Linked DNA regions of Mus musculus: regions 1, 2, 3, 5 and 6 are each linked to region 4. A link is a contact called in public promoter capture Hi-C data. All regions are on one chromosome and are shown on one strand. The core of a region is the stretch at or near the end of the contact, and the rest is flanking DNA. Distances in the headings are between cores, read along the strand shown. Region 1 holds the start of Zfp28 (zinc finger protein 28). Region 2 holds the start of Zfp583 (zinc finger protein 583). Region 3 holds the start of Zfp78 (zinc finger protein 78). Region 4 holds the start of Cnot3 (CCR4-NOT transcription complex, subunit 3). Region 5 holds the start of Zfp444 (zinc finger protein 444). Region 6 holds the start of Zfp667 (zinc finger protein 667).

Evidence for each region. Promoter capture Hi-C pulls out the DNA fragments that hold promoters and counts their contacts.
Region 1: a contact with region 4 is called in a promoter capture Hi-C map of pre-B cells, with 5 times the contacts expected there. The contact joins the promoter of Zfp28 here to the promoter of Cnot3 in region 4. A contact is called at or near these places in 5 of 39 promoter capture datasets (the C10 cell line, cranial neural crest, frontonasal cranial neural crest and 2 more) and 1 of 115 datasets of contacts at active chromatin or transcription factors (astrocytes).
Region 2: a contact with region 4 is called in a promoter capture Hi-C map of cranial neural crest. The contact joins the promoter of Zfp583 here to the promoter of Cnot3 in region 4. A contact is called at or near these places in 4 of 39 promoter capture datasets (cranial neural crest, hippocampal neurons, liver and 1 more).
Region 3: a contact with region 4 is called in a promoter capture Hi-C map of pre-B cells, with 6 times the contacts expected there. The contact joins the promoter of Zfp78 here to the promoter of Cnot3 in region 4. A contact is called at or near these places in 6 of 39 promoter capture datasets (the C10 cell line, cranial neural crest, frontonasal cranial neural crest and 3 more).
Region 5: a contact with region 4 is called in a promoter capture Hi-C map of second pharyngeal arch cranial neural crest. The contact joins the promoter of Zfp444 here to the promoter of Cnot3 in region 4. A contact is called at or near these places in 6 of 39 promoter capture datasets (the HPC-7 cell line, cranial neural crest, hippocampal neurons and 3 more), 2 of 484 Hi-C or Micro-C datasets (B cells and CD8 T cells) and 1 of 9 other capture datasets (adipose tissue).
Region 6: a contact with region 4 is called in a promoter capture Hi-C map of pre-B cells. The contact joins the promoter of Zfp667 here to the promoter of Cnot3 in region 4. A contact is called at or near these places in 7 of 39 promoter capture datasets (the C10 cell line, cranial neural crest, frontonasal cranial neural crest and 4 more), 1 of 484 Hi-C or Micro-C datasets (muscle stem cells) and 1 of 115 datasets of contacts at active chromatin or transcription factors (double positive thymocytes).

Annotation. Positions count from the first base shown.
Region 1 is chr7:6,381,827-6,384,633 of GRCm38.p6, reverse strand. It overlaps Zfp28 (zinc finger protein 28), which reads right to left and starts at 1,316. Exons shown (of 7, transcript NM_175247.3): 1 at 1,033-1,316; 2 at 368-459. The coding sequence starts at 1,240. It overlaps Zfp78 (zinc finger protein 78), which reads right to left. Exons shown (of 5, transcript NM_001025163.1): 5 at 2,029-2,807.
Region 2 is chr7:6,329,158-6,332,165 of GRCm38.p6, reverse strand. It overlaps Zfp583 (zinc finger protein 583), which reads left to right and starts at 1,732. Exons shown (of 5, transcript NM_001033249.3): 1 at 1,732-2,096; 2 at 2,850-2,911. The coding sequence starts at 2,903.
Region 3 is chr7:6,361,863-6,364,669 of GRCm38.p6, reverse strand. It overlaps Zfp78 (zinc finger protein 78), which reads right to left and starts at 1,362. Exons shown (of 5, transcript NM_001025163.1): 1 at 1,323-1,362.
Region 4 is chr7:3,643,601-3,646,549 of GRCm38.p6, reverse strand. Cnot3 (CCR4-NOT transcription complex, subunit 3) reads right to left here and starts at 1,281. Exons shown (of 18, transcript NM_146176.3): 1 at 966-1,281. Gm15927 (a long non-coding RNA gene) reads left to right here and starts at 2,205. Exons shown (of 6, transcript XR_003946711.1): 1 at 2,205-2,297; 2 at 2,381-2,736.
Region 5 is chr7:6,171,049-6,173,872 of GRCm38.p6, reverse strand. It overlaps Zfp444 (zinc finger protein 444), which reads right to left and starts at 1,360. Exons shown (of 4, transcript NM_028316.3): 1 at 1,299-1,360.
Region 6 is chr7:6,285,244-6,287,945 of GRCm38.p6, reverse strand. It overlaps Zfp667 (zinc finger protein 667), which reads right to left and starts at 1,366. Exons shown (of 5, transcript NM_001024928.2): 1 at 1,292-1,366.

The sequences.
Region 1 (2,807 bases), core at 67-2,566, 2.7 Mb before region 4:
GGCAGGCAGAGTTCTGTGAGTTCAAGACCAGCCTAGTCTATATAGTGTACATAGTGAGTTGCAGGGCAGCCAGAGCTATGTAGATAGACCTTATCCAAAACAAAAGACAAACAAACAAAAAAACCCTTCTGAGATAAATGGGACAATGAAAGGGATGAATCATTTCTTCAACCAAGAAGGAACAGTTGGGATGAAAAGGAAAGAGAATCAGTTTGAAGCTAGCCCTGTAGCCCATCACTCACCGGAGTAGGAAGAAACAGCACCCAGGACAGGTCTCTTAAACTGAAAACTTTTCACAGAAAATAAACACCATTAAGTATTGAAAAGGCAAGACTGTTTCAGGAAGCAAAGAGGAAATGTGACTCACCTGCGACTTGGCTTTATGTCTAGTCCCTGTAGGGGCAGCTTCCTGTTTGCGGTTTATCTCCTGGAGGAAGTTGGTATCTCTGGAAAACAGAGCTGGAGGAAAGGAAGGACTAGACACCAAATCTACACGAGACTACACCGTGCATGAGCAGAGATGCCAAACCCTTATTACCCTGTGCGGGAGTAAGGACAGGGTAGGATGTGGAATCAGGTTGTCTCTTTTCTCGTCTTACTTGCATGAATATATGTGCACCACGTGTGTGTGCCTGATGCCCACAAAGTTCAGAGGAGAATGTTCTATCCCCTGCAATAGGAGTTAGGGATGGTTGTGACTCACTATGTGGGTGCTAGGAACCTCTGCAAGAGGAACAAGTACAATGGCTAAGCCATCTCTTGTCGCACTGGGAGTTTCATTTCTTGAAGCATTGACATGGATACAAGTCTAAACTAAGTTGACCCTGTAGTTGTCAACGTCCCTCCAGCACCTCTGCCTGACTTCTCTGCCTCAAGTTGAGCTTTCGAGGATTGGTTATTTAACCATCACAATCACGCGCCCAGAGACACCATCTCCAGCACCAAGGCCTCGAGAACCATCGGACCTTACCCTTCCTTCACACCCAGAATAGATTCATCTTTGTCCACTCAGCCCAGAAACATGACACTCACCTTTGTGCGCGGTCCCCGAGGTCACTGCTCCTTGCTGATCCTGGGAGGCCAGGCTGTTCCTGGAGCGCGGCCTTCCCCGGTCGGGGCTCCCAGGAGCAACTACAGTCCCCGCCGCCGGACCTCCACCAGGCCTGGCCTTTGTGCAGAGGGCGCCACGCCCCAGGAGGGCCCAGGGTTCGCATGACACTACACTCGCCATTCCCTGCATGTCACGCGAGGGGCGCACGCTCTCCTAGCCAGGCTGCAGACACCCTTCAAGGCCGCTGCTCAGGGACACACCCCCGGCAACACCCACGCCCGCCACGCCCTCGCCAGCCACGCCCTCGCCCTGCCCAACCCCGCCCTAAAAGATCGGACCCTCAGGCAGTTCCTCCGGAACGCACCGGAAGTGGACTTTGCTTGAGCACAAGGCCCCCTGGGAAGTGTAGTCCCCAGCGGAGAAATCCTTTAGAGCCCAGCTGGTTTTTACAAGACCCTGTGGGAGAACCGCGGGACCCTGCCGGAAACACGAGTCCCGCGAAATTCAAAACAGTTCCTCAGAGGCTTCTGGGAGTCCTGGTGACAATTGGAGCGTACGAGTGCAGCGGCAGGGCTAGTGGCGCGCGATTTGAGGTTGTTTGGAGGAAGGGGAGTTGGAGGATGCTGTGAATTGGGCTGGGGCAATGCGGGCTTTTGGCAAGTCCACAGTGGTTCTGGTTGCATGTACTTTTCAGTTTGGGATTCAGTTGCTGCCATTGCAATCTTCACCTCTCCACTAGACCACCTCGACTTTAGTGCCTAGTGTTCAAAATGCCCCTCTGTATGTACTACCAAGTTTTAGGTCTGCAGGTTTCCCCAGGTTTTCTTCTGCGGTGCCTCTTTAATATGTTCACTCTTGCCTTTAATCGCAGTGCCCGGGAGTAAGAGACAGCCGGATCTCAGAATTCGAGACCAACCTGATCTGCAGAGCGAGTTCCAGGACAGTCAGGGCTACACAGAGAAACGGGGAAGCGGGGTGAGGTGAGGGGAGCGCAGTTTATTCTTTGTCGGTTTCATACATGTATATATACTGTATCTTGATCATATCCAACACATCTCCTCTCCCAACCATCCCCAATACTTCCACATTCCTTTTGCCACCCCACCACACTTTTTTTTTAAATATAGCCCTGTTAGTGCCGCCTACCAGTATACCAGTGGAGTGTGACATGAACAATCTACCAGAGGCCACATCCCCAAAGAAAAATGACTCCCACTCTCTCAGCTGCCATCATTTGCTTATAGCTCCTCAGCTAGGTGTGGAGGGGTACGCCCTTCCTCTATCAATGGCTATAATATTGATCGGCGCTGGTAATTACCAGCAATCTTGTGCTGGTAATCAGTTTCTATGAGTTCATGAGCACAACATGCCCAAAACCATTCCACAGCACTCCTTGCCATTCTCAGACTCTTACATTCTTTCTCCTTCGTCTAATACGATGTTCCCAGACCCTTGAGAAGGTATACAAGAATGTCCCATTTAGGACTGTGAGCTGCCTATTTTTGTCATTCAGTTATCATCTGAGAGAGTGTTGTGTGGCTCTGGATGTTCTGGAACTCACTCTGTAGACCAGGCTGGCCTCGAACTCGGAGATCTGCCTGCCTCTGCCTCTGGAAGGGCTGGTTTTAAAAGTGTGTGTCACTACCGCTGAGCAAGCAGAATATTCTTTATATAAAATGTTTGAGAACAAAAGTGTTATTTTTTTTTCTGAGTGGTAAATATGTGCATACCGTAATGAAATATTTTAGAAAAGAAA
Region 2 (3,008 bases), core at 483-2,982, 2.7 Mb before region 4:
CTGCCTGCCTGCCTGTGGATCCCTACCCCTACATCCCTGACAGCCTTATCTGGCCTCAGTGGGAGAAGATGTGCCTAGTCCAGCAGTGACTTGATGGGGGGGACGGGGAATTCATACCCAGAGAAGTGGTTTCTCCTCAAAAATGGGGAAGGTGGAATTGGGGGGCGGGCAACGGACTTGCGTGAAAGGAGTACTGAGAGGAGAGAAAGGGCTGATATTGGGTTGTAAAGAGAATAAATTTAATTAAAAAAAAAGAATATTATCCAAAATAGCCCCCCAACTTCTTTTTTTTTTCTAGCAGCCCCCCCCCCCCAATGGCTGACTTAACCTAGGGCTTCAAGCATTCTAGCTAGGCAGGAGCTCTATCATTGGGTTACAGCCCTAGCGCACTTCCTCCCCAGTCTATGTTGGTTCCATAAAGATGAAGATTTTGGTCAGGCGGGGTTCATTGTTGTGTCCATTTCAGAGTCTGACATACAGAAGGCGAGTAATGAATGATGCGTGAAAAGGTAAGGCAGAGAGAAGGTAAACAAACAAGGGAGAAAGAAACCCAGCAACGTGGGCCCTGAACCAGGAGATGACCAATTTTCATCCGCTGCTCTGGACAGGGCACCGGCCAGCTAGCACTGCGCATGCGTGCTCGAGCACAGCCCCCCCACCACCACCACCACCACCACAACTACCCCCACCCCCGACTCCTCGTCTAAGAGACCGAGGAGAGCAAGCAGCTCCTGCGCAGCCTGAGTGAGTTCTGGTTCTGACGACCGGAAGGGAAGAGACAGAATTCAGCGGAGATTCTAGGACCCCCGAAAGCCGCGCCCTAAAAGGCGTTCCCAGCATGCCTTACGCCGCTCCAGTCAAGCGCAGTACTCCACCTCCCAGAGGCCCTTGCGCGGAGTCGCTCCGCAGCCGCGCCTTTGTGAGCTCTACCGGCGCCGCGAGATCGAGCCCCGGCCCCGGCCAGATCTGCCTCGGCGCCGAGTGAGAGGTGACGAGGACTGAGGAGACGCTCGGTGAGGATCAAGGTACCGCGTGGGAGAAAGTGTAGTGGGTGCAGAGTGACCGTGCGAGACCACGCCACCGTATATGAGGGGCCTATTATGATTGTAAGGTTGCAACTATGTGAGACTGAGGCGGTGACAATGTATGTGACATTATAAGACAGCACCCCATAATGGGGGGAGCCTGTGACTGTGAGTATGGAGATACATGAAACAGAGAGAGAGGCTTGTGCCAGTGTGTGATAGCGCTAGGGGATGTGTGTGGGAACATGAGTGAGTGACTGTGGCTGAGCCTGTACACTGTGTGAGACTGAGGTGGTTATCATGTGTGTGACAGTATGAGACCACCCACTTGCATGAGGGGGGCCTGTGACTGAATACTCTGTGAGACTAAAAGACTGTGACAGTGTATGTGATTGTACCGGGGAGGGATCAGCTGAGTGACAGTGTTAGACTGGATCACTGTGTATTAAGGACTTCTGACTGTGAGACTAAATACTGTGTGAGACCGAGGCTGTGACATTGTGTGTGACAGATTGTGACAATATAAGGGATCATGTGGGAGAATGTGTCTGAAGACTCATATGACAGTGAGACCCCACACCGTGTGAGGGGGTCTGGTACTGCATACACTGTGTAAGACTGAAAGGCTGTGACAGTGTGGGTGACTGCACAGTGGAGGGTGTATTATATGTGAGCACTTTGGAGTGGGGATCTGAGTGGCAGTGTCAGACCACACCTTGTGTACGAGATGCCTGTGGCTGTGAGACTGAATACTGCTTGAAACTGAGGGGTTGTGACAGCGTGTTGACTGTATATGACAGCATGTGGGAGAATGTGTTTGGAAACCTATCTGACAGGGTTGAGACCAAGCCACTTTATTGTGAAGGCCTGAGGCTTGAGACTGTGCCAAGAGTACTGTCAGGGCCTGTGACAGTTTGTGAGACTGAATGCTGGCTATGACATAGAGTGAGAGGCTGGGACAATAGGTGTAGCACTATGAGACCATGTCACAGTGTTGAAGGGCCTATGATGGTGTATGAGACTGTGAGATCCCATAAGGATGTGTGTGAATACACAAGACTATGCCACCAGGTACAAGGGGGGTCTGTGACAATGTGGAATGTGGGGATAAAGACGCCATGAGGGGCTTTGAGGCTGCATTTGGGACTATGTGATATTATTACAGCAAGACTTTTGCTACCAGCTGGGATGGAGCCTGTGACAATGTATGGGCCCGAATAACAGTGTATAGGGCTATTTCATTGCATCTAAACAGTGTAACTGTTTGAGACAGACAGTGCTGGAAAATATGTGACAGTATGAGATATCATAGGGGGGGAAGGGCGGGGGGGGGCATTTGTAGGGTATCCTGATCCTGGTCCACTGTCTTCTAGATCACATGGTCCCTTTGCTACCCACTCTGTGCAAAGTAGCTTCACTTGATGGCCTACATCTCATCCTTATGGAAAGGGTGGAGATATACTTCCTTTTAACGTCATCTATACACTATAAATTCCAGTCTAGTTTCCAGTTTGGCACAGTTATTTTCTCAACTATTGCCTTGTGTATCTTCAATGATGTAAACCTTCATGTGTGAAAGGTGGAAGATTCTAATCTAATAATGCCAGTCTTAAATTGCTCAGACATAAGTGAAAGAGATAACTTAGACATAAAATATATGTTGAGTCCCAGAACTATACAGTACATAGGAAAAGCATTGTTAAATGTAGGGATACCTCAAATGCATGTCTGTGGAGGGAGGAGAAGGACAGAGGTGTGATGCTGGGGCTGCAGGATACACCTGGAACTTACAGTTTCCTGTTTCTGTCCACTTTACTTTCTTAGGACACCTCCCTGCTCCCAGAAACACAGCCATACATTCTTGAAGCTTTAACGCCATGTCCAAGGTAAGAAGCGTTTCTTTTTCCCTGGAATGCCACCTTATTTATCAGTCAGGCTAAACCACTTTGATTTCAGAAATTCAGCTGCCTGACAAAATCTCCT
Region 3 (2,807 bases), core at 113-2,612, 2.7 Mb before region 4:
AAATTAAAAAGCAGATCACATGCTCGCAACATACAATGCCAAAGCATACACATTATTTCCAAAAGTGGGGCTGGAGAAATGACTCAGCAGTTAGGAACACTGGATGTTCCTCTAGAGGACTGGGGTTCAATTCCCAGCACCCACATGGCAGCTTACAACTGCCTGTAACTCTAGTTCCAGGAGATCCATGCCTCCAGCCATGCATTTGGTGTACATATTTGTGCATGCAGGCAAAATATCCATACAAGCAAAAATAAATAAATCTTTAAAAATAAAAACACATTCCAAAAGGGAGAGAAAGGAGCACAATAAGAAAATCAATACTGGACCAAAGAACAAAGACGGAAAACAAGCAGGGCAAACTCTAAATTCTGCATCTCTGTGTCATTCAGATCTCCGAATCCTTTCAGCTTTGCTGACTGCCACGTACTTCTCTGTCTTGGGCTGGTTCCACACTCAGGCTGCAGCTACCCCACGACTCTAGTATCTCCAACATCTTGAAGTCTCCAACACAATCCTATCTTCACTTTACCCACTTCCCTCAACGGCCTCTCAGGATTTCTATGCAGGGATACAATACTCCTGTCAGAAAGCTCTTTGAATCCTTTCCTTTTGAGTCGCTATGGACACTTCATCACGTAAGCATGGCTGTGTAAATCATTTATCTGAGTGTGGGTTGCACACGCCTGTAATTACAGCACTTGGAAGGCTGAGTTAGGAAGATCAGAGTTCCAAACTCATCCTCTACTTACATAAAGAGTTTGAGGACTGCTGGATTACATGACATTCTGTCTCGAAACATCAACAAAAGGACTGGCATCTGGTGATCAACCTCAGCTCCTGTCCTCTCCTGGATGGGGTTTGGGACTGATCCTCTAATCCCGTTTAGCGTCTGCGATGATCAGCACCGACTCTGAAACTACCTTGAGTCTTGTCAGCCATCAATCAAGAGCAGTCAACAAGGTATTTATTACTTTGGAGATTCCAAGCATTTAAGTGCTGTAATGCAGATCACTGGAAGACACACTTATCATCATACATTTCACAGTTCTCTCACAATCACAGCACTTATTTCTCTCAGACTCTGTCTCCCTCTCTCACACCGAAAACTTACAGCCCAGTTCCTTTCACACACGCACGGGCCTGGCACACCCAAGCACAGACTTAGATCCGGACGCCCAGTCGTCTGAGCTTTCGTGCCCCCTAGATTCCACGCAACCGCCTGCCTACCTCCAGACAGAAAACACAGGGACCACGAGGATCTCCCCTGCCCGCAGCGCTCGGGCTCCCACTCCCTAACAAGCGCCCGCTAGCTGCCTTACCCAGACGCTGTCAACCGAGGAACGCTGGGAGGTTTCCTACAAGCTATGTGTGCGCAAGCGCAGCCTCTGCCAGCGACGACCTAAGAGCTTAATCTGAGAAAGGTGGGGCTGAAGGGGCGTGTACTCAGCGAAGTCTGCGATGAGAAGCGGGTACTACGGAGAACAGTTTCTTAGACTGAGGGTGAAGGCAAAGCTAAGCAGAGAAGAGCAAGGGTCTCAGAAGTTTGATGTGAGGGGCTGGGCTTAGATAGGAAGGTTCCCAGAAGAAACTGGAGTAAGGGGCGGGGCTTGGTGGAGAAGGGGCGTGTTCTCAGCAGAGTCCCTGGAGAGGGCGGTACTAAGTGGGTAAGGGGCGGGAGCTTATCCGTATTAGGTGAGGGGCGGGGTTATCAAGTAGGGCGGGTTCTCAGCTCTGTGTGAGGTGAGGTGAGGGCAGGGATTAGAGGAGGGGCGGGTTCTCAGAAGAATCCGAGGTGAGGGCGGGGCTTAGCAAGAACGGTTGGTCTCCGCCTCCGGAGGTGAGGGCGGAGCTTGGAGGAGAAGGGGCGGGTTCTCAGCGGCTCGTGTGAGGGCGGTGCTAAGCATTGAAGGAGTGGGTTCTCGGCAATCTGAAGGGGCGGGGCTTAGCCAGTAGGGCGGTTCTCCTCACAGTCAGAGGTGAAGGCGGGGCTTGAAGAAGGGGCGGGTTCTCAGCAGATTCTAGAGGGCGGGACTTAGTATAGAAGGGGCGGGTTCTCAGCAAAATCTAGAGGGCGGCGGGGCTTGAGGCGAAAGAGCAGGTTTTCAGCGTAGTGCATGGTGAGCCTGGCGCTAAGCAGAAAAGGGGAGGGTTTACAGCATTCTGAGATGAGGGGCAGGGCTTAGCAAGTAGGGAGGTTCTCCCCGCAGCCCGAGGTGAGGGCGGGGCTTGAAGGAGAAGGGGCGGCTTCTCAGAGGAGTCAGAGAAAAAGGGCAGAATTTGAGGAGAAAGGCACCATTTAAGACTGTTTGCAGAACGGATTGGAGCTGTGACAGTGTGTGGCTGAGTGCGTGATTATACAGAAGGGTTGCCCAGGATTCCTAGCCGTGTCGGTTAGGGCGAGTCTTGCGCCAGCTCTTTGTTAGGCTCCCCACCCTTTCGTGAGGCTTCCCTCACACTCTTTTGTGAGCCTCCTTGATGTCACTGTCCCTTACTTAACCAAGCTCGATCTTTATTGTTAGTTTTTGAGATTATAATTTTTGTAGAGGGAGATTTGAGGTGGTTAGCCCAGACTAACCTCCGAAATGGGTAACTCTTGATCTTTCTGTATCCATTCGTTTTCTTCCAAATTGAAATCAATGGTGTGAGCCCCCACGACGCAAGGCTTGGAAGTTTGATCTTTGCGGGAAAGCTTTGCTACAATAAAAACAGCCACTATTCTACATCTGATTGTCTCCTCCCTCCCACTCATGTTGATCACCTCTGGGATCAGCAAACCAGCATATGTTTCACCTACAAAATGGGAA
Region 4 (2,949 bases), core at 32-2,531:
AGAGGGATGACAGTCCCGGAACCGAGATACAGCTGTTTAGAAGTGCTTCAACTGTCCCAACAGAAGAGCACCAACAACTGAAAGCATGGGAGCTCGCATTCCACCGACCCAGATCTAGAAAGAAAAGCTAAGCGGTCCTCACCACACACAGCAATACCTAACCACTTAGGAAGCTTCACCCACCGAGGCAGACCGTGCATCGTAGTGGAGCCTGCATCCCCAAAGCTAGAGTCCACTGATACCCCACCTCAAAGATGCAAAAGATGTGAAGCCAGGAAGTGAGCAATACGGTACAGTCCTGAATCCAAGGTTTGGGGAGGGAGTGTTAAAACAAAACACACACACACACACACACACACACACACACACACTCACAAACCCCATGCTTCCTTAAAAAGAAGATTGGTGGAAAGGGACCTCTAGGAGACTTCACTGCTAGAGCTGTAAGGACTAGGTGGAAACTTTGGCTTAGGCTCCAACTCACAACGTTAACTGCACCCTCGGGTCTTGGGGACTTTTTCCTCCACAAGATCCATCTCTTCCAAAGAGGCTTCCCCCTATCAAGACACCAACAAGCTGGAGCTTTCGGGTGCACTGAGGCAACGCTCCCGAATGGAGCTCCCGGGGAAGGCATGACTGCAGGAGTGGGCCCCGCGCCCAGAGCAGAAAGACCCCTCCGCGGCCCGCAGCGCGCCCACCGCTCCAAGCCCAGCCAGACGCGGAGGAGGACGGGCACCTCGCACCCGGGGCCGGCGCTCTGCCACGCGGGAGTCCGGACGCGGGAGGACAGAGAGAGGAGAGGGTCCCCGCCCGCCCGAGCCGAAGCTGGGCCCGAGCGCGCGGCTTGGGCCCGGCGGGAGCTGAGGCCGTGTCGCGACAGGCAGCAGGGTCGCGGAGCAAGAAGTCGGCCGATGGAGCTGAGGGAAGAGGGAAAGGGGTCCGGCCCAGTCGAACCTGACGCTCACCGCAGGAGCTGGCGCCGCCGCTGCGGAGCGTATCGCGACAGGCGAGGAGGGGGGAGAGAGAGGCGAGCGCCCGCCCGCCGCCTTTTTTTTTTTTTTTTTTCCTCTTTCCTCGCGCCCCGAGCCCGGGCGCTATCGCGATAAGAGGGCGCGAAAGCCGGAAGTAGGGTTGGGTTGTTGATAGAGGAAGTGGGCCCGGGATTGTTCTAGACGACCGAGTAGGGGATTCAGGGATCAAGGAAAGGCCCGGCAGCGGCTGCCGACGGCTCCACGGAAGCTGAACGGGCCCGGTCCAAGATGGCGGCGGCGGAGGCCTCCCCTCCTCTCTTCTCCTCTCTGGCGCCGGCCCGCCCCCGAGCCCCGAATATAGGTCCGTCATTGCTCCCGCAGTACGTCGCTCTGCGCCGTTAGGCGCGCCCCATTGGTTCCTAGCGAGAATGAGGCCAACCTCTTCATTATGATTGGCTGATCTCGGCAAGGCGCGGCGTTCGATTGGCCTCCCGCTCAGCTTGCTTGGATTGGCTCGGGTATTTCTTCCCAGCTCCTCCTCCTCCTCCCCTCCTCGGAGCACAACACGCCAGCGCGAGGACCTGGGTGTCAATCAGGAAGCCTGTGTCGTGCTGATTGGATGTGTCCGCCCCCTTACCCTAAATCAATTGGCAGCGGGGAGGAGTCAGGGTGAGGGGCGGGAAGTTACTCGTCAAGTTTAAAGGCAGCTGTAATTGGTTGCGAGGTGTATTCTACCCTGAACTCATTGGTTAGCTATGAATGTGGGTAGAGGAAAACGACAAAAAGCATAGCGTGTGAGTGTTAAAGGAAGCTTATCTAGTGGGAGACGGAGAGGTGCCAGAGGGTTGGGGATAGTAAACCCAAGTCATCTACCAATCAAAAGAGCCGCCAGCCCTAAGGGGAGGAGCTAGACAAACACCCCGCCCCTTCCCTCGGTTAGCCAATAGGGTAGCTATTAACCTGCCGACAGGTGTGGTTGTCGGAGCATCCTTCCTTTGCCTGTCTAGGCTGTTATCTGATCCTCGTAGTTATTCCCCAAGCGCGTTTGCTTGGTATATCTCTAAAACTCAGTGCTTTCTAAAGGATGAAAGAAAGAAAGAAGGAATCAGGAACATTGCAGAAGCGACTGAGAAACACAAGGCGTGGGACTGACGTTTCTCTGGTTAAGTTAGCAGACTGGGACCTTCCCTGGAGTTGCAAGGACTCCAGCTGTAGAGGAAACTGCGCTTTGCCCTACCTCGGTTACATCTGTAATGACTACTCACTAGAGTTCTGCTATGCTTCTTAAGGAGTAAACTTCTCCGACCACCCTTGCCGAGTGCTTAGGTGAGCCTCTGGTTTAATTTTGTTTGATTCCTGCCGTTTTTACACATACTTGAGTCTCACTCTCTGGATTTCTCGTTGTTTAGTACCCATGAAGCACTCCATAGCCCTTTGCTGACTAGGTTGCAAACGTGAGCACCACGTTTTCATGAATTGGGGAAACTCGATCTATCTCTGCCTACTATGTGGAGGAAAAGAAGATAAATCCACACTTGAAGAGAACGTGCACGTGCATTTCACCGCATCAGAATGGCATGAAGCAAGAGAGAAAAAATGGCTTATAAAAAGGCATATTCTTCGGCTGGAAAGATGGCTCAGCAGTTAAGAACATTTTCCTGCAGAGGACCAGTTCCCACAGGGTGGCTTGCATGCTTGTAACTTCAGTTCCAGATCTGACTCTTTCAGCTGGCATCTGCTGGTGCACTTAAGCTCACACATTTATGTAATTTTTAGATGCATATTCTTAGGGTCACATAGACTTAAGAAGGTGAAACCTAGGGACCAGTGTTTGTCCAGATTTTTTAAACAGCTTCTACACTCTCTCGAGTTTGTTATTCATTCAGTTTTGCTATTTCATGCGGGCCCAAGAATGGGGAACTGCTTCTAGCTCTATCAGGAATCCCTGCCAAATTATTAAGATGCAGCTTCCTTCTTA
Region 5 (2,824 bases), core at 111-2,610, 2.5 Mb before region 4:
GCTGCTTTTCCAGAGGACCTGGGTTCAATGCCCAGCACCCACATGGCAGCTCACAACTGAAACTCTAGAATCAGAGGATGCAGTAAACACATATGCAGGCAAAATATGGATGCACGTTAAAATAAAAATAAATCATTAAAAGAAAAAAAAAGTACCCAGAACACCACCTGGCAATAAACAAACCCCACCTATTGCATTTACTATCAACACACATTAACCCTCCAACTCCTTGTGAGTCATTTACGTAAAGCCACTGTGAAACAAGCGCCCAAGACTAAATTGTAAATTGGAATAGGTGTTAAAATAGCATATAAAAAGGAGTGAAGACTGGCAGTGGTGGCTCATGCCTTTAAGCCCTGCTCTTGGGAGGCAGAGGCAGGCGGATTTGAGTTCAAGGCCAGCCTGGTCTACAGAGTGAGTTCCAGGACAGCCAGGGTTATACAGAGAAACTCTGTCTTGAAAAACCAAAAAAAAAAAAAAAAAAAGTTAAGATGAGTATTTTTGTTTGTTTGTTTTTAAATTCAATTACTTTCACCGGTTTAAAGCTTGGCATGGCTCTCGAGTGTGATTAAGGCCAGCCTGGGCTACAGGAGACCATACCCAAAACACCATCATCAACAACAACAAAAACCCTGAACAAAACAAAAAAACTAGGCCAACGCTTGTAATCTGAGCACGTGAGAGGCTGAGCCAGGAGGATCAGAACCGAGAGATTTAAGTCCCTCTTATCCTGTTAAAACCTGTCTCCAAGCCCCTTCTGCACATTAATGAATTTCGCCTCTCGCGACAAGCTAATGAGGCGGATACGCTTGTAATGAAGAAATACTTATCCTCCAGAACCTCAACTCGACAGAAGTGCGTGTGAACGTGTGACCAGCACACAGGACTAGCCACCTGCACCGGTCTACGCTGCTATGGCACGGTGCCCCTGGATAGACCCCTTCCCGCAATCCTTTTCGAAGAGGTTAGAGGTCCCGGCGCCCCAGGATTTCTCAGTGGGGTCCAACTTCCACTCCACTCTCAGTTTCCAACCATCCCAGGGCTCCCCCTCGAACATCCCAGCCCCCTCCCGCTGCCCAGCCTCCCCAGGCCTCCAACTCTCCCGCGTCTGCATCTCGCGTTCCTCCCGCTCCCCGGCCCGCCCCCAGAACCCCACCTCCAGCCTCCTATCATCCCCCTCCCCCAAGCCGCCCATCCCTCCCTTCCTCTCCCTCCTCCAGACCTGGGTACCCCTCCCCGTGGTCCGCCCGTTCCCCGTACACCGGACTCCCCAGCCCTTCCTTTTCCCTCTAGCTCACCTCACTCTCCTGGGCGAGGCCCCCCAAACAACCTCACCTTCCCGCACATGCGCACAAAGCTCATCGGGACTCCATGCCCCAGCAGGCTTTGCGCCAAATTCACCCGTACTTCCCCGCCCCCACGTCCCCTCACTCTCTACACTAGGAATCGCTAATTCTACCCAACACTTCCCACCTCTCCCAGCTGGAAACTACATCTCCCAAGAAACATCGCGACAAAGCGGCTTTCCATTAGCCCTACTGTGATGAGTCCTGTACGCTCGTGCGTCCCGAGCTAGCCAGAAAACTACATTTCTTAAAGTGTAAAGAAGAAAACCCGATTCCTATTGGCTCACACAGGCGCAAACAGAGCGCTTCTGATTTTGGACTACATTTCCCAGATTTCACGTGGATTTCCTTCCTCTACCATCCCTCACAAGACACCCCGCCGGCTGACTTCTGGCAAACGCGGACGGGTCGGGGAGGGATAAGAGGAATCTGTGGTTTCGTTGTCGTGGAAACCGGGGGAGGCAGCACACTTGGGAGACCCGCCTCCAGGACCTTTAAGCGCCTATAGAGGAGGTCGTGGAGGCTATGCCAGAGTTCTCCTCAGATCAGCAGTGGGAGATCCGTCTCCTTGACAACAGTTGCAGTATCGCCCTCCCGCTCCAGTACTAGGTTAAAGGAAGGTTGAGGCTGGTCAACGAAACCTGACCTCTGAGAATTAGTTCGCTCGTCCCATACTGTCAGTCCACTCTCTAGCCTCAGTTTCCCGTCTTGTGAATAGGAAGGAAAATATTACGTGTCAAACGGCGCTTGTGTAGCCCCCTACGGACACTGAAGCCTCAGTTTCCCTACCTCAGAAAAGGCAAGAAGGTTTTGAGTTTGCTCTTTGTAATATGTATGGGTGTTTCGCTGAGTCGGTGCACCATGTGCTCGCAGTACCCACGGAGGCCAGAAAGCGGCGTGGGATTCCCTTAGACCTGTATTACAGACGGTTGTGAGCCACATGTAGGTGCTAGAAGGACGTCTAGAATAGCTTGTGCTTCGTTGTTAACCTCTTTGTCATCTTTCCAGCCCTACCCCTACCTACTACCCCAACGCACCACATACACACGTACTCGCAGGAGCGCAAGAAGGTTATGAGACTTTCTGTTTACGTGATAGATGGCTCTTACAAGCTAGTGGGGCAGACAGAGACTCTCCCCTCCTCACTGGACTTCGAAAAAAGGTGACATTGGCACACAAAGGAAATCATGTGAAGCAGAGTTGTTATTGTCCTTACCAAATTCGTGGATGGACAATACCATTGCCCTAGTTTCTATTTACTCACTAGTTTACAGCTTAGAGACGGATCTATCCCCACAACAGCTAAACTTAATCCTGTCCCACCTCTCTGCCCTCTCTGTCCCTCATCTTGGTAAGTGTGCTAACCACACAAGCTGCTTTGCTATTTGAAGAGCGAGCCTGCAATACCACATTCTTTTCCTAGTGGTGCTTTTCACATACTAGTTGGATTCTTTTCGTATATGATTTAAAACTTTTTT
Region 6 (2,702 bases), core at 117-2,616, 2.6 Mb before region 4:
TTCCACAGGTCAGGGTAGGATGCAACTTTCCCGCAGGACCATTCTTGGGCAGACACCAAGAAGCCAGGTTGCTTGCCTAGGGATAAAAGGAGTCTGGAGGGTGTGTGCACCACTGCTCAATCCAGAACCTCTGCTAGAGGTGAAAGACGGCCAAATTCCAAATGTAGACACTAAAACTCCTTTGGAATTCACCACTACAACCCTACCTGTACACAGGCCAACAACACAACAGCAAACCTCCACCGTCAGCACTACAACAAAGGCCAGACTCTACACCGCACTCAGTATGTCCCAGGCATTGTACAAGGCATTTCACCTGTATTATTTCACAGTCCGTTTAGCCTTTCCATCAACACTCTGATGAGCGCCATTTATCCCTTTGTACAGAAGGAAAAGTCTCATCCTTAACAGGTTCAGTTTCCCAGACTAGGCCATCACATCTCCTCCTCTAGAGGAGCCCGTTGCCACGGTAACAAATGAGATGAGGCACGATCAATCACACACTGGCACACACTCACAAAGCCATTGTCATCTGATGGCTCACTGTATCTCTAGACTTTGATAAATAACTTCATCAGCCTCTCTCTCTCACACACACACAAACACACCCGCCAACACTCTCACACCAGCACAGCTAGTGACATAGAGATACTCAGAACTGTGTGCCCACACCCTTGGGCCCCTCTAGCCTGCGGTGGCCTCCTTTCCCACTAGGACCTGTACAGTCACCTGTCCCTGGGCCCCACAGGCCGAGTGCCCTCAGACTATGATAAACAGCTCCATCAGTCTATCACACTCACACACAAGTACAACCGAGATGCTCAGAACTCTGTTCCTACATCCACTAGCGGCCCCTTGTAGTGTCTTCCTTTACACAGGGCACACTGGTCACATCACGCAGTTGGTGGTATTCGCACCTGTTTCTTGGGGCTCACAGGCCTAGTCGGTCTCTCCCTCTCCCTTCCCCCCTCCCACTTCCCTTCTCCCGCGCCCCCCTTCCACTTCTCTTCTCTCGCGCACACACATATACACACGTGGAGTCTCCTGAAGGATTCTCATACTGTGTTCACCCCACAACAAACAATATACGCCAAGCATACACGAAGCTTCAGGCGTGCACCCGAATCAACTCAGATCACCAGAGCGACCCACGCAAACAGGTCTCTGTCTCTCTCTGTCTCTCTGTCACACACACACACACACACACACACACACACACACACACACACACACACACACGCTATCAATCATTCCCACTGAAGGAAGGCTCGCAGTCACCAGACCCCCTCACCTGTCTCCCTGCTGCGTCCTCCGTCTCACAGCTGCCACAGAACTGCTAGCAACAGAGCTCCCGCGCCTGCGCACTCGCCTCCCAGACCCCCAGGGATCCCTTCAGGGCCTCTCCCCGGTCCCCCCGCCCCTCCAGAAGGACGCAGGCCAGTGCGGCCCCGCCCCCAGGGCTTCCCCCGGAGCGCGGAGCCACGCCCCCTGACACGCAACTAGACGCTGCAGTCGCAGAACCCCGGAGACAGCGCGAGGCCACGCCCTCAATAATTTGGTTGGCTATTCTGCCGACCCGTGTGCGCCCTCCTACGCTAAGCGCTTTTCTAAGGGGTTCGGCCAAGCTCCCGTTAGAGTCCATTCAGCATGCGTCCTTTCCGGGATGCTTCTCCTAGCGTTCCACACCTCGGACTCACTGGGCTTCCACGCGCCTTACGCCGTGCGCAACCGCGAGCTTGTACCGCCAACCTCAGGCTTTGGCAAGAGACTAAGGATATCCACGCCCAAAAGGGTGTTTCCATCCTCGTTGTCGCCTGTCTGGAGACCTTGTGACCCTCAGAGGAGAGGACAGAGTTTCTTCTGTGGCTGTTTAGAAAGCCATGGGGGAAACGATGGGCACGTGAGAAGAGGAGCGTTCCACCTTGGAGTCTGATTGAAGACTCTCCACAGCACAATTCAACACTTATAAGGCCGTACTCCCTCCCAAACTATAAACCTGAAATTTTCTAGGAACTCAGTATAAATCTCACGTAAAGGGGAAAGGCCTGCCCTAAACCTCTTGAGCAACCCTAATGATTTCTGGTCCTACCTTATCAAATTATAACTCCATTCAAGCCACTTCCGGAGTCACTTTACATCTCACCAAGTAGAAAGAGAATAGGGGTAATACTTGAGGAAACCCTAGGCTCAGTGAAGGACAAGGAATGACTCTCGGGTCGCACAGCAATCACCAGGATAAGGGTAGACTAGACACCAGACCCTGTTATGGCATCCCTTAGCAAGAACACAGTCATTGGTGTGTGCACAAGTGAAATGCTGTCAGCTGCACAATTCAGTATACCCAACCTGCGTATAAATATAAGTGCCTAGAGAAAGGGAAGTGACTCATTTAGATCTTCAGTCAAGACAGTGATGAGCGTCAACTGTGACATCTGAATGGTCATGTGGGAAACAACGGCACTACTGAGCAAACACAGCATTTCATTTCACCGATGGGAAAACTGAGGTTCCAAGCACATTGGACCTTACCTGAGGCCCCAGAAATAGGAAGTAGGAGGGAAGCACAGAGGTTAAGTTCTACACATCATTTCTCTAAAGGGGAAACCAAGAGACTGAGAGAGCCCCAGTCCAAGAATGGGGGTACAGGGTGGGAGGCTCCAAAGAAGAAGTGTGACTCAGATTCTCACAAGTCTTTCAAAACC